Regions from separate parts of the Pan troglodytes genome. Here region 1 is linked to region 2. Evidence: chromatin contacts called from public HiChIP or PLAC-seq data. All regions are on one chromosome and are shown on one strand. Each heading gives the region's core, a stretch centred on a gene start, on an enhancer-like site or on the middle of the called end of the contact. The rest is flanking DNA. Distances are from core to core; before and after follow the strand shown.

Evidence for each region. HiChIP or PLAC-seq counts read pairs in DNA pulled down with a chosen protein or histone mark.
Region 1: an H3K4me3 HiChIP or PLAC-seq map of stem cell-derived excitatory neurons shows a contact between it and region 2, with 2.4 times the contacts expected there. The contact joins the promoter of LOC455890 here to the promoter of ZNF626 in region 2. A contact is called at or near these places in 1 of 7 Hi-C or Micro-C datasets (stem cell-derived neural progenitor cells) and 1 of 1 datasets of contacts at active chromatin or transcription factors (stem cell-derived excitatory neurons).

Annotation. Positions count from the first base shown.
Region 1 is chr20:23,333,951-23,336,812 of NHGRI_mPanTro3-v2.0_pri, forward strand. LOC455890 (zinc finger protein 85) reads left to right here and starts at 1,417. Exons shown (of 6, transcript XM_024351790.3): 1 at 1,417-1,592. The coding sequence starts at 1,590.
Region 2 is chr20:23,109,827-23,112,526 of NHGRI_mPanTro3-v2.0_pri, forward strand. It overlaps ZNF626 (zinc finger protein 626), which reads left to right and starts at 1,255. Exons shown (of 4, transcript XM_016937098.3): 1 at 1,255-1,417. The coding sequence starts at 1,415.

The sequences.
Region 1 (2,862 bases), core at 167-2,666, 220 kb after region 2:
CTTATAAGATAATGTTGAGAAATGCAGAAATATGGCCAGGAGTGGTGGCTTATGCCTATAATCCCAGCACTTTAGGAGGCCAAGGCGGTTGGATCACCTAAGGTCAGGAGTTCAAGACCAGCCTGACCAACATGGAGAAATCTCGTCTCTACTAAAAGTACAAAAAATTAGCCGGGCGTGGTAGTGCATGCCTGTAATCCCAGCTACTCGGGAGGCTGAGGTAGGAGAATTGCTTGAACCCAGGAGGCAGAGGTTGCAGTGAGCCAAGACCACACCATTGCGCTTTAGCCTGGGCAACAAGAGTGAAACTCCATCTCAAAAAAAAGAAATGCCAAAATACATGTGGACATGTATGCATGTGATTGTGCTTATATTCACTCAGTTTCCCACACCACAGAAGAAAACAGGTAACCACAGCCTGAACATTAGAGTCGAGGTCAAATAGCAAAATAAGTTTGCCTTTAATCTATTTTCTTCCTATGTAAACATTAAAGGTCAAGACTGTGAACAGATCTGAAGACATAGTTTTTTTTCTCCTGTGGCCCATCATCCTTTGTTCACTGTCTGATCTCTGAAAGAAAGATGGGCAACAGGTGGTAAGCAGTGGTTTACCTGTGATTTATTCCTGCTGCCATCAGCTTTTTCTATAGCCACTATTTGTTTCACCCTCGGAACTGAAAAGAGACGTTGATAAATAGAGGCTGTCCCCTCACCTGTGGCAGAAAAGGGGTGTTCAGGCCCTCCACCCCCACTGACATCACAGCTGTACTTCAATGTGGCAGCTATTGGCCATGTGTGGCTCCTGGGTGCCTGGAATGTGGCTGGTCTGAACTGCGATGTGCTAGAAAGGTAAAATACAGAATTAGTTTCAAAGATTTTGTTTCAAATGTATTTATATTTCATTAATAATTACATATTGCTCACATATTAAAATGAAAATATTTTGAATATATTGGGTTAAATAAATTGCTACAATCAATTCCACTTGTTTCTTCTTTCTTTTTAAAGTTTGGCTACTAGAAAATTTAAAATTCACCTGTGACTCACATTTTATTTCAGAGGATTGCCTGTTCAAAGGACCAGAATACAGGAAGGTCATAAAATCTAAAATTTTAGAACAATTGTTGTTATACTTTGTTCATTTGTGAATAGCCATATAATATATTATTTTTGAATGCATATAAATTGATACACAAGGTAAGGGCAAATACTCTCTGGTGTGAGCCTGGCTCAGCTCAGGAAGGAAGCCCTGTCTGAAAAGGCTGCAGCCTAGGCTGTCACTCGCTCTTCTTTCAGCCCAGCATCTGATCACATCTTCTGTCACTCAGGGCCTGAAAAGAAGGTGCCTTAAATATCATCCAATCAGAGACGCTGGGCTGGGAACCGTCCAATCAGGAACGCAGCTGGAGCGGATAGGGCGGCTTCCAGGATGTGGCGGGGCCTTTGTCTCTCGCTGCAGCCTGAGCGCTAGGTCTTGTTTTCCCTGCCCTGTGTTTTCTGCTCGTGGACGCCCAGCCTCTGTGGCCCTGTGGCCTGCAGGTATTGGGAGATCCACAGCTAAGACGCCGGGACCCCCGGGAAGCCTAGAAATGGTGAGAGTGCCGGGTCCGCCATCCCGAGGGGGAAAGGGGTTGGTTGAAACCGGTGGGAAGCGGCTGTGGCGGGACTCAGGCCTCCCTGTAGTCAGCTCCACCATCTGCGCTCCAGTTCTTTTTGCCCAGCTCGGCCCCAGTTCCTCCAGCCATAAGATGGCGGCTGCGCTGACAGCCGGCCCGGGCGTCCTGTTTCTTCCCTGCGCAGTGACTGTGCCCTGGACTGGAGCCCTCTCTGGGCAGCTCTGCATTCGCAGCACCGCGTCTCTCCCAGATTGAGCAGGGACCACGGGAGGGTTGTCAGGGGAGAATCCTGACTCGGGGTGCGGGTTCATGAAAGGAAAGAGCTTTGGGCTGTGGGGTTCCCGGTTCCTCTTTTTTTCTGTTAAAAATGTATGGGGGGACGGGCGTGGTGGCTCACGCCTGTAATTTCAGCACTTTGGGAAGCCGAGGCGGGCGGATCATCTGAGGTCAGGAGTTCAAGACCATCCTGGCCAACATGGTGAAACCCCGTCTCAATTTTTAAAAATACAAAAATTAGCCGGGCGTCGTGGCGCGCGCCTGCAATCCCAGCTACTCAGTAGTTTGAGGCAGGAGAATCGCTTGAACCCGGGAGGCGGAGGTTGCAGTGAGCCTAGATCGCGCCACTGCACTCCAGCCTGGGCAATGAGAGTGAAACTCCGTCTCAAAAAAAAAAAAAAAAATGTATAGGAGTCACCGCAAAAATATTAAAGAACTTAAAAAGTGGTTCAAGTATTGTAGAGCACTCAGCTATGGTTTGTAGTTTGTGGTCCATGGGAGGAGCTTGAATAAAAGACTTATAAGGTGCATGATAAAAAAATCAAATTAGTAATTGGTTAGGTACAGTTATATAGTCTCTTAATTTGTACGATCGTGTTGGCAATTTTCTGGTTATGTGACCAGAATTTAATTGGCAGTTTATAGTTGGTTAAGCCTGAATTTTGTTTTCCCCGATGTGGTAATTTACTAAAAAATGAAATTTTAGTTAGATTTTTTTAAAAAGGAGGACCCCAGGGACTAGAGCCACCTCAGTCTAATTGCCCACTGAATTATTTTCACAGTCCACAGGGGACTTCTTTTCCCCTGCATTTTTCACATATGTCCCAAGCAGGGTCTCAAGTCTACTTCTTACTCCCTGTTCTTCCAGATTAACTCTGATTTACAGTAAAATACTAAATTTCCAGTGTCATTGACATTCCCAAATGCCACCTTCCCCTCTCTGATACACATTATCAATTATTTGTCCTTT
Region 2 (2,700 bases), core at 5-2,504:
TTGCAACTGGGCTCAAGGAACACAAAAAAGTCAACTTGTTTTTTTTGCGATTGGCTATTGTTTTTCAATAACTAACGTATAGGAATAGATTAAAATAGAGATTTCTCCAAAACAATCTGCGCCCAGTTCTCTTTGCCCAGCTTGGCCTCAGTCCCATTCAGCCAGAAGATGGCAGCTGCGCTGACAGCCAGGCCCCCAGAAGTCCTGCCTCTTCACTGCGCTGTGACTGTGCCCTGGCCTGGAGCCCACTTTGGGCAGCTCTGCACCTGCAGCATGGCGTCTCTCCCAGATTGTGCAGGGACCAGGGGAAGGTCGGCAGGTGAATGCCTCAAGGGGCTCACATAACCTGTTCCAGGACTTGGTGACCATTGTTTGTGTCCATGTTCAACTGAGTTCAAATTTAATATTTAACTTTTCCTCCACAAATTCCCCTGTCTTGATGAATCATCTCTGTCTAGGCAAGATGAAGCCCTTAGGCTGTTACACAACCTCCGCCTCCTGGGTTCAAGCGATTCCCCTGCTTCAGCCGCCGTAGCACCTGGGACTACAGGTGTGTACCACCACACCTGGCTAATTTTTTGTGTTTTTACTAGAGATGAGGTTCAACATGTTGGCCAGGCTGGTCTTGAACTCCTGACCTGAAGTGATCCACCCACTTTGGCCTCCCAAAGTGCTTGGATTACAAGCGTGCACCAGCGGACTGGCCCTAAATGATTTGTCTCCTGTAACAGTTTGAAATTACTTAAAGGTTGTTTCAAATTGAAAAAATAAAAAGAATGTAGATAAAAATAAAATATAAAAAGTTAAAAAATTACATTAGATTACAAAATATGTATGTAAATCTCGAGAGGTCAAAAATGACAAATTTGATTTCTTATAAGGTTTTATCAAAATTACCTTTAGTATTGATAATACATTATTGCCAAAGTAAAAGTTGATTTTCTCTTGAACAAAAATTTTATGTATTATTAATATGAGAGCAAAATACTTCTGTTCACCTTTCGAATACATTCAAAAAGAGAGAGAGTAAAGAAAAGATAGAATTCTCCCATGCTCTGGGGTGGGCCTGGCTCAGCTCAGGAAGGAAGCCCTGCCTGAAAAGGCTGCAGCTTAGGCTGTCACTCTTTCTTCACTCAGCTCAGCGTCTGATCACATCTACTGTCACTCAGGGCCTCAGGGGGCGGGGCCTTAAGCATTATCCAATCAGGGATGGTGGGCTGGAAACCATCCAATCAGGAACGCAGCTGGAGCGAAGAGGACGGTTTCCGGGTTTGGTGCGGCCTTTGTCTCTCGCTGCAGTCAGAGCTCCAGGTCTGGTTCTTACTGCTCTTAAAGGCACAGGCTCTGTGGCCCCGTGTCCTGCAGGTATTGGGAGATCCACAGCTAAGACACCGGGACCTCCTGAAAGCCAAAAATGGTGAGAGTGAGGGTCCGACATCCCGAGAGAGGAGAGGGACTGGTTGGAACCGGTGAAAAGTGGCTGTGGCGGGACTCAGGCCTCCCCGCAGTCAGCTCCACAGTCTGCTCCCCCAGTTCTCCTTGCTCAGCTCGGCCTCAGTCCTGTTCAGCCATAAAATGGCAGCTGCGCTGACAGCCGGCCCCCGGGCGTCTTGTCTCTTCACTGCGCGGTGACTACCCTGGCCTGGAGCCCTCTCTGGGCAGCTCTGCACCCGCAGCGTGGCGTCTCTCCCAGATTGTTCAGGGACCAGGGGAGGGTGGGCAGGGGAGAATCCTGACTCGGGGTGCGGGTTCATGAATGGGAAGAGCTTTGTTCCTTTGGGTTGACAGTTTCTCTTTTCTCCTATTAAAAATTTATGGGGCCGGACGCTGTGGCTCACGCCTGTAATCCCAACGTTTTGGGAGGCCGAGGCGGGCGGATCACTTGAGATAAAGAGGTGTTAGGACAACTAAGTTCCTTTTAAATGACTCAACTTTCTGGTCATAAGTTGTAAAAGTTGTAAATCAACCCTACCTCTTCTTCTACCTACCCCCTTTTCCTTTTCTCGCAAATCGCGCATTTACTTTATTTGGAAAAAGTTTGGGTCTAAGCTTACCGGGATCAGCTTAGATTGTGCGGTCTGATCCCAGCCAATAGGGGATGGAAACAAAAACAGGAACTGCATTAGGGTTCAAAACCCCTTCCTGGCTGGGCGCGGTGGCTCAAGCCTGTAATCCCAGCACTTCGGAGGCTGAGGCGGGTGGATCACGTGGTCAGGAGTTCTAGACCAGCCTGGCCAACGTGGCGAAACCCGTCTCTACTAAAAATACGAAAACTATCGGCGTGTTGGCACGTGCCTGTAGTACCAGCCACTTGGGAGGCTGAGGCACGAGAATTGCTTGAACCCGGGAGGCGGAAGTTGCAGTGAGCTGAGATCCAATCATCGCGCTCCAGCCTGCGTGACAAAGCGAGACTCCGGCTCAAAAAAAAGAAAAAAAAAGTAAGCATCTTAAAAATTCCTTTATGTAAACACTGTGAGTAATTTCACTGGATTTTCTAACACTTAGTTTCAAAAACCAAGTGAATAACTCTGATGTGGACATTAAAGCTTGAACCTAGTGACTCCAAGCTAAGGCTAATATTAAGCCTGCAACAGGGTATTTTTTTTTTTTTTTTTTTAGACACAGTGTCGCTTTTGGTGCCCAGGCTGGAATGTAATGGCGTGATCTCGGCTTACTGGGTTCAAGCGATTCTCCTACCTC